Regions from separate parts of the Hordeum vulgare genome. Here region 2 is linked to region 1. Evidence: chromatin contacts called from public Hi-C data. All regions are on one chromosome and are shown on one strand. Each heading gives the region's core, a stretch centred on a gene start, on an enhancer-like site or on the middle of the called end of the contact. The rest is flanking DNA. Distances are from core to core; before and after follow the strand shown.

The links. A called contact is a pair of places that touch in the nucleus more often than the background predicts.
Region 2: a Hi-C map of leaf shows a contact between it and region 1, with 4 times the contacts expected there. The contact joins the promoter of LOC123446602 here to the promoter of LOC123446591 in region 1. A contact is called at or near these places in 4 of 6 Hi-C or Micro-C datasets (leaf and seedling) and 1 of 1 datasets of contacts at active chromatin or transcription factors (embryo).

Annotation. Positions count from the first base shown.
Region 1 is chr1H:473,409,325-473,414,264 of MorexV3_pseudomolecules_assembly, reverse strand. It overlaps LOC123446591 (protein S-acyltransferase 8-like), which reads right to left and starts at 3,211. Exons shown (of 5, transcript XM_045123171.1): 1 at 2,965-3,211; 2 at 2,507-2,692; 3 at 2,108-2,401; 4 at 863-1,096. The coding sequence starts at 3,012.
Region 2 is chr1H:473,561,598-473,566,776 of MorexV3_pseudomolecules_assembly, reverse strand. LOC123446602 (protein LIKE COV 2-like) reads right to left here and starts at 2,515. Exons shown (of 7, transcript XM_045123186.1): 1 at 2,278-2,515; 2 at 1,223-1,275; 3 at 1,032-1,141; 4 at 404-571. The coding sequence starts at 2,397.

The DNA.
Region 1 (4,940 bases), core at 1,962-4,461:
GATATATGGTGTACAAGTTGGTTCGACTAATCAAGGCACACATGAATCCGGCTTGTGCTTTTATTTCTTGGATGTTCAGAAATCTTTGTTATTTACTCTATTTTTAAGTATTATTTAAGTAACACATGCACAATGCATAGGACTCCCCCCCCCCCCATTTTACAAATTTTGAATTTGAAATAGTTTAATTGATTTTTTACGTTCGTTTTGGTGCACTAGTCACAGTAAGGTAGCCAGGTAGGAACTGATGAGGTCATGTTTGGGTAGGCAGGCAGGAACCGATGATTGTCATAGAAGTTTTACATACGGATACCAAGACGTGTGGTGGTTGTGAGTTGTGACTATTTAAAAGGCGTCTGATTATGTGTAGGTGCATATGTATGGAAACAGCTAAAGAGGAAGTAATTAATTTTGTTAAGATTAAAGAAAACAGACTATGATATGTGCATGAGTGCGTATCGGATAAATGGAGGGATAAAACAAAAGAGACAAAATATGAAGGTTACGAAATATATCAAAATGTGTGGTGTTTGAGTTGGTACATCTATCAAATAATGAAATAATATGGGGCCCTCAGTCATTGAACTTGGGTGCAGTTACGACAATCTAATGGTTATACTTAGTTGATTGAAAGAAGATCCACCAAATTAACTGCTAGATGATTTGCTTTTTTGTGAAATTTTCTAATTGTATCTTTTTCTGGTTAGACCACCATGTATTTCTAATATATAACAGATTCTATGTACTCATGGCTGAAAACAGCATATAAATGAGAACAAATTATTTAAGGAATAATAAACAAGTGCATTCATGGTTGAAAATAAATTACTAACAAAGAGTAATTTCGTGTAAGCAAACTAACCTGGTTAGTGCTAATGAGATATGAATGAAATCCAGTGAGCCCGCCAACAAACCAGAGAGCAATGAAACAATATATCATAAGCACCAAGCAGGCTGGAGAGTGTTTGAAAGCCTTCCATACTGTAGGATAGTCTTCGCCCATGAGAAACTTGATGTGTAGTGCCGACATGGCAAAGACATAAATGCAAAGAAGAGTCGAGGAAGAAACAAATAGGAAAAAGTATCGGTAGTTGCGCTGCACAATGTAGAAGTGGAAGAATAAAATATCAGGAGACAAAAGTGATAACATACAAACTGAATCAAAATTTCCTAAACATTTACAGCAAAAACAAGGTCCTTGGTATCTCTTAGTTCCCAGCAAAGCAATGGTTTCTTGCATGTGCATAACCTATACGGCACCTAGAGCACAAATAAAATTTGTGGGTTCTAAAATTTACTGCAGACAGTGGAAGACAGAGGACACAAATCTCTTTGGGCCTATCACAACTGTAATCCTCTGTTGTTGTAGCGAGATTTACCATTTTGATGATTTTTATTCAGTTGCCCTAGCTACTTACAGGCTAGCTGATTCTTCAGCTGGTTTGTATTGTACTAACCTTTTTTAAAGGGAAACTAGGGAATATCCTAAAGTAAATTGTAGTTTGTAACCTAGTACAGATTCTTCTCTCTTTTGGTAAAATGGCCATCCCACAAATATGAAACTAATCAGGGCACTGAACTAAAGTATAAACAATGGGTGTACATTGTGCCTTATAGAAGTTCAAACGTAAACTTGTCCCTCAAGTGTTATCAATTATTGTGATGTTGTAAGTTTCGTTTCATGCTTAAGTAACAAAGAGCAGATAAGAAAGGATATGACTAATAAGGCAATTCTGCACAACTGATAAGGCATGACAATTCTAAGGAGGGCACACACTTCAGCAGAGGAGAACAATACTTTTTGAAGTTCTTTGCCTTTGCCTCTATTAACCAGAAGATAGTGCTCTTGAGTAACTAGACACCAAGAATCATGCTAATCATGTCACTTTTGTTGACTAAGTTAACAATCATGCTGTGACCATCTTACTATTATGTCTTATAATGGTTGTGCCATCTGATTTAGTCCATATAAAGTTATATCTCCCTCCCTCTGGCTCAAGGTAAATCCATCTGGATAAATGGATCAAGATCTTGTTGAATTACTTAAAGCATAGAGTTATTTCAATGGCAGTCACACTACTTTCAGCATGCAGAAAATACAGCGTACCTGACCAATGCATTGTCCAACCCAGGGGCAATGATGATCAAAGCGCTCCACACAATTGTTGCATATGGAGCAGTGCGAACACCGAGGAGGGCGGTAAATCATGCAGGTATCGCAATACTTTATCTTGACAAGCATCCCATTAACCATCACTTCCTTTATGCGGGGAAACTGCAGCCTGCCCGGCGTTTCTCCGGCCAATGGATTGCCATACGCAAAATCCTCCTCGGGCGGATGCGATGCGCGAGGCACGATGCCAGGATCCTGAGCTGAGGTGATCAACAGTAACAGAAGCACCTACAGTGTACAATAAGAAAAAACAGAAGCTATGCTCAGATGAGTACCCCAAATGCTCACTGATTAGCTGATTACAGGCTGCAGGAATCGGTACAATGAACTCACATAGATCATGAACCCTACCGCCACCGCAGGAATAGCGTATCCTGCGTTGTAGTCGGGGAACCGATGGAGAAGGTGCGGCGCGATGAAAGCGCAGAAGACCAGAACCGGCACCACGATGAGCGCAACCGAGACGAGCAGGGACTTGGCGTCGGGCCCGAATATCAATCTCCCTCCAAGGAAGAACCTCTGCAGACAGCCAAACCAAAACCATGCCGCGCCGTCAGCAAAGCCGCGCATTGCATACTTGACATCCTCGACAACACGGCAGCGAACCAAATCGCCACTGTTCATGCCCGGAACCGAACTGTCAAGGAGAGTAAGGCACATACAGGCACCAAAACTGCCAAAAATAAAGAGCAGGAAGCCGAATTCCCCCCCAAGAAACCGAGCAGGAACGGCGCAGATCATGAAACCAAGATTCCTGGTTCACGGGCCGGAGGTACGGGCAGGATCCTTACATTATTCCCTTTCCAGGCTTGGTAGACTCGCTGCTGCGGCTGCGCCATGGGGCGGCGGCGGGTTCGGCTCCGGTCAGCGCGGCCGCCTCATCCAGGCGGCCCCCGAATCGACGGCGGAATCGACACGCGCACGCGAGAAAGGGGGGATTTTGAAAGAGTTGGTGCGCGAGCAAGGGAGATGAGGCGAGGAAAAGCTGCTGCTGCTGCTTGCTTGCGTCGCCTTTGTGCTGTGCGTGGGGGTGGGGGTGGGGGTGGGGGTGGCTGCTGCGGTGAGGTGTAAAACGGCCGCCTTTTTTCCTTTCTCAGAATTTGGGACAGTAGAAAAATCGGGGGAGGAGATGCAGCAAGCTGGCAGAACTGAAGACGACAGAGGGGAGGGCGTTCCGTTTTGCACATGGCCCCTCGGTCTTTACCGAAATAACTCATGGGTACTAGGGGACTACGGAAGAAAACTTGAGGACTCGTTTGATTCCTATAAATTTTACAAGAGAAGAGGAAGAAGAAGATTTGATATATTGTATGTATTCCATGCGGTTTTTAATTGATCCTTAAGACTGATTGTAACCCGTGTGACACCTTTGTATTCCGTTTCACATTGAAAAATTGATTGGCTTGCGACCTGTTGAAAGTTCTCGTAGTTCTTGTGTCATGAAATCGACCAAGCGCATGTAGGTTTGGATTCTCTAGTTTTTTAGAGGAGTATGTCATTGTAATCCTATTATTTTTAGATCTTTCCTTTTTTAATCATGCAAATCAAAGAGTTTTAATTTTTCACCACTCGGAAGCTTTGTGTTCATTTGATGAATCTTTTTGTTTAATGTGACATTCATTCTTTCCAAACAAATCAGACTCTTTTTAGAAGATCTAAACAAATCATACATGTACTAAGCACGGACTACAACAACCATAATTGGCCAATTCAACACATATAATAGGCCATTTGTTGAAGTGGATTAAGAAAATACCAGAGGGAAGGATGGGCCATGGCTAGAATGGTCCACTCAACGCTCTACGAGTGCACGTATGTTTGTCACACTCTTTCGCCACACTGTGTTTATTGCTTGCCAACATTTAGCAAAAAAAAAAAAAGGGTGACAAACTTGGCTATCAATCAAACACGCCCTTAAACGACCTTTTGTAAAAAAAAACAATTATTTTGTGCGTAAACATTCGCTTTATCAAATGGACATTTTTTTACACAATATACACACACAAACGTTCATATAAACACTCATACATTCATCCCTATAAACACACACACATATCCTATCATTATGAGCACACCTTTAAAAGAGTGAGCCGGTATATCATCTTGAGATTTAGTTAGTTAACGCAGGCGTCTCGTCGTCGACGGAAACGTCGCCTCACGCTGAATGCGCATCGTTAAAAATCCTGAAATAAAGTCAAAAATAGGACTTGAATCCTGATGAGCTGAGGATACAACTGTCTCTCTAACCATTAAACAAGAGGTTGGTTTGCCAAATGGGCATTTTCTTGCTACCTGGTCTCCTTCCCATATACTCCCGCCGTTTCTAGATATAAGTCTTTTCAGAGATTTCACTAAAGTACAACATACAAAGCAAAATGATTGAATATATACTCTAATGTATATCTTTATACATCTTGGAGAGGTTAGCCTTGGTGGGCAGATGGTACCGGAGAGAGACACGTTTCGATATTTGGGGTCCATGTTGCAGAAGCATGGCGATATCAATGAAGACGTGGGCCACCGAATCAAGGCTGGATGGATGAAGTGGCGCCAAGCTTCTGACATAATCAGTGACAAGAGAGTGCCACAAAAGCTAAAAGACAGGTTTTATAGGACAGCTATCCGACCTGCGATGTTGTATGGCGCGGAGTGTTGGCCAACCAAGAGACGACATATCCAACAGTTAGGTGTAGCAGAGATGTGCATGTTGAGATGGATATGTGGCCACACAAGAAAGGATCGGGTACGGAATGACGATATACGAGAG
Region 2 (5,179 bases), core at 1,266-3,765, 150 kb before region 1:
TGTTGGACAGAAGGGGCTACAAGGAAGTTGGAACATAAATATTTCAATGCCACCAGTTTGTCGATGACTATGGAAACACAAATGTGGTGCATAGAAACGTGCTGTTGTCGCATGATCCATATGGTCTTCATGTGGATTTTCCTACTAACTTCATAAGCTCATGTATTTTGAAAATAAAAAAAACTAGTGGCCATAAAGGTGTTTCTTTGCGAAGTACTGGTACTTATATAATGTTTTACCCGATTAAGTATTTATGGATCTGTATATAGAAGTCATGCACTAACACAATTTTTCAAGGAACAATTATGCACTAACAATGAAAACCATAAATGGTAAAAAATTAAGAAAAGGAACAAACATAGTTGTCAGATATTCTGGAGCACTTCAGGTGATCATAAATTACCTGGTGAAACAGCAGTGCTAACTTGCTTTGATGCAGAATATATGTGCCTTACAAATGGCATTTTCTTTATAAACCATTCTCCAACCCAGAAGACAGTTGAGCCCACCCATGATGACACGAATATTCCAACAATAAATATGAATACAAGAGATGTCACAAACCCAAGGCCTGAAATCAAGAAAAAATATATTACTCAGTATTGAAGCAAATCATGAATATTTGTCGGTAGAATCAAGTAATGACAGTTTGTTTTAATAGCCTGAGGCTGCTTCTTCCTCATGCACCAAATGATTTCAGAGGATCTCAGTTACTGGCATTATCAAGCGCTCGGCACCAATCTTTCTATCTTACAAGAAAAAGAGCGGTATATAAACTAACTAATCTTAGCAGTCCCACAAAAACAAACACATATTTCTCTTAACTCAAATTCACATGTGTTAGATCCTTTTGGAGATTAAATCTAGATAAAAGACAAGCAAGGAGCCAATGTAGAAAAAAAAAAGTCTACCTAAGTCTATACCACTATATGGCATACAAGCAAGGAGTAAATATGTATTGCTGTTCTCTAATACTGCAATTTTACCATGACCAACAAGTGGCTAGACAGAAGTATCTGTGGAACAATTACCAAATACGTCGAATCCAAGCTTTGCATAGAGTGGACTGAAAAAACCGTCGAAGAATCGAATAAACCACAAAGTGATGAAGAATGTCACAGCCATTGGGAAAATAACCACACTGCAAACAAAAAAGAGAATATTAGGCAAGGCTAATTTACAGGCTTTGCAACTTCTATGAATCAGTTCGTGCAAAGCATACCATCCAGTCATAAACTTTCTTGACACCCAGCTTTGAAGGACGGCGAAGCATGCCTATTGAAGTGTAGCAGGTTAAGTATGAAATAACTAGTTTAAAAAAATATAGCATAGCATGCAGAGAAGTACAACTTGTTCAGGTCAAATGAGAAAATAGAACAAGAATGTAACGTGACTATACAGGGTTTGAGTGCTGTCTAGTTTGCTTGAACAATCTTTCTACTCTGGTACCTAAGAACCGATGGTTTACTAAATGACACTTCAAGATGGGAGAATATGCACAGACTGCCAAAATGTTTAAGCAGCACGATTGCCCAGAGGATGCTGTCAAATTTTAGTGCCAGTATTACAAGTTTGGGGGTTTCAAAGACCAACAGCATGGGGCAGTTAACTAATTGCAGTTGTCAAATTCCTATTGTTATTTGCGTATTCTCTAACAAAACTATAACCTGTAAGGCCACTACTCATATGCATTTGCTATTTATGAGAAAATAGAATAAATGCACCTACTGCATGCATAAAATCAAGATCATGCCAAGCACATGGCACTGGCCAAAGTTAAAGGAGGTCCTTACATGCAAGATGAGGCGAGATCCGTCTAAAACTTATTAAATTCAGTTTTGCCAGGTTAAAATTGCGGCGTGCATCATGAATAGCAGGTTTGTCGAACACAGGCATCTGGTGCGCACGGGCTGGAGCTCCGAAGTAACACAACTATCTCTACCTCGAATAGGAGTATAGGGCTGACACTGATGCAGTCAATTTCTCAAACTGTAACGGCCTAAACATCTCTGACCAATAGTAGACAACACGCACGACGAAGTAACAAGAGCCGACTCAACCAATCGAACCCTCAGAGTCAACCCTGGAAACTAGTTCCAGATGGCAGAATCCTTGGATTCGATCAGAAGGCGGCAGCGGATGCGGCGGCCAGATCCGAGCAAGCAGACCACGAGGGTTCACGTTTTAACTACAAGCCGCGCCGCATCGCGTCGCGGGGGCAGCAGCAGCAGCAGGGCGACAGGGAGAAGAAGTAGGGTATAGATCGATCCGCGGTACCTTGCGGGTGGAGGTGGCCGGCGAGGTGGGGCGCGGCGGCGACTTGACGGGGTCCTCGGGGTCCGCGGGCTCCGGCGCCTGGCCCATGGGCACGGCGACGTACTCCTTCTCCTCCGGCATTGCGGCGGGAGGTTGCGGCGGAGGGGCCGGAGTCGAGGCAGGCTGGGTGAGGACGGGGGGAGGCCGCGATGGTTTCGTTAGCTAGTGTGACGGCAGCAGCGGAAAGAGGAGGAGGCGGTTGGTGGCGGGCGGAGTACGGAGGGGGGACGCGTCGTGGAGTGACCGAACTGCCCCACGGTAGCGTGGGGCCCGCGCGGTTGGGCGGTGCCGTGGGGTCTACCTGTCACTGAGTTTCAGGAGGGAGAAGTTGGGCCCGGGAGATAAAGTGGGCCCAGCTGTGGGAGGAGGAGGAGGATGCGGGTTGCGGGCGGCGGCGCGGGTCACGGTCAAATCCGTCGCGCGGGCGGTCGGTTGCCGGGGACCGACTCGGTGATACCTGCGCAAACGGGCCGGCCCGGCACGGCCAGCGAAGGCACGAATATCAGCTGGCCGTGCCGGCCCACGTGTGCAGCCTTCCGGTCCAAATACGATACATGAGCTAAGTGGACCGGTGCGTCGGCACGTCACCCAGGATTTTAGGCTGCTTTCACGTAGTTTTTGGTCGATTTTAATCTATTGGGCTATTTTATACGTTGTATATATAAAAATATGTAAATAAAAATGTAAACGGACCGTGTCGTGCCAGCCCGCGTGCCCAGCCTTTAGGCCCAGGCACGGCCCGAGATGGATTGCGTGCGTGACACGGCCCGTTTAAGTCGTGTCAGGCCTCACACATGACGGGCCGTGCCGACGGGCTCACGGGTCGGCCTGTTTGGCCAGCTATAACTCGGTGACGTATACCTGGCCATATGCCAGGCTTCGGGCCGGGTCGAGAAAAAGTTGCTGCTGAAAACCAGGCCTAAGCCCGAAAAAGCTTGATACGGGCCGACTGCGGTTAAAAGTAGTTTTGCTCAAGCTTGAGCCCGGTCTAGTCCGACTATAGGGCTTGATGTCCAGGCTCTAGCCCCACCCGATGGAACGATTAGGCCTGACCCGGCCTAGGATTTTCTTACCAGGTTGGATCGGGCTGCCCATTGCCAGGTGTATTCGATGGCGTGGTTTTTTCGTGGGGCGCCCCGATAGTTATGGCGTGTAGGGTTTTCTGGGACGTGGTGATAGTCATATCCTTTCTCATCGGACCCGTGTACATTTGTTGTGGACTCGAGAGCAAGAAAGACGAGGAGGCCGGTGGGCCGGCTATCTATTCGGCTACACAGTTTGGGTAAATCGATGACGGCGGAAAGAGGTTATAATTTTTTACTGTCGAAATCATCCGTGTTGTACCGTTTACATTTGGACCGTCGAGCTTTGCTAAAAGAATGCATTTGAACCGTCGAGCTCACCTCAAAATGAATTTGCCCTTTGTATCTGTATGTTTCACATTATATCAAAGATACAATTAGTTGAGCTCTCAAACCAAGCTTTTCCATGAGTATTACACTTACGTTGCCTTGCAAGAAGTTTGAAGAAGATATTTCGTCCATGATAACCCGAGACTCACTAACCGTGTTGTTTGTTGTTATGCTTTTGGAAAAGATATATTTTTTGAAATTAAATATTACATATTTTTATAAAATTAAATATAAAAAACGGGATGTGAATTAATCGTGACATGCCACTGCTAACTTTAAGGGTGTAATCTAAGAAGAACAATTGTTTTTGATGAAGCAATTCGGCGACACAGGTGCCAAGGTTTAGTTCATCAAGGAGAACAACTACATCTATAAGGTTGCCCGTAATGGGAGTATCATAGGTAGTATCATGCGTGCCAACTAGGCAATTTTGATGAGATGACATAGAATTAAATGAAGAAAAAGAGGATTGAGTATCATATCATGATACCGTATCATATCAAAAGTTGTGCTACTATGTGTCTTGCATGGAAATAAATGAACTATCATATGATACTACCATATGATACTATGCATTACGGATGTGGTATCATAGAGTAGTATCATATGCATGATACTAGTATATGATACGACCCATTAGGCTGGTCGTAATGGTAGTACCATAGTTAGTATCATGCATGTCAACTAAGCAATTTTGATGAGGTGACATAAAATTAAATGAAGAAAGAGATGGTTGAGTATCATATTATGATACCGTATCATATTAAATGTTGTGCTACTATGTGTCATGCATGATAATAAATGATCTATCCTATGATACTATGCATTACGGGTGTAGTATCATATATTAGTATCATGTACATGATACTAGTATATGATACTCCCCATTACAACCAGCCTTACAATGACCATTCCTAAACACCCTGACGTGGCAAACAAGAAGCAAGGAGATCAACTACACCTATAATGACCATTCCTACAACACCCTGACGTGGCTAACAAGAAGCAAGGAGATCAACTACCCTGAGGTGGGCTCATGTTTTGCCTATATATGTACTATCAAAATGTTTTTCAAAATTGATATACACCGCACCCCGCGCGCTATTTTTCTTCAAAGATGAAGGGATTATTGGTGTTCAATTTATGTCGGCATTTGATATACTTACCAAAGTTTAAAGAAATCAATCTTAACAATACATCCTATTTTGTGCGAAAATTTCTCAAGCATATTAGACAAAAGATATATATAGTTTTCCTAATGCTGTATCGTAGCACTTCAGTTTCCGCTCTTGGTTCCTTTACCATAAAATTTGAACATAAATTTGCAAGGTCTCCTATGTTTTAGTTAATGTATACATCAGTTGAGACATTCCTTGCGTGCATAATTATTCCTTATACTCATGTTCATGTGATGTTATGTTTTGGAACCATGTACATAATTTATGTGTTGA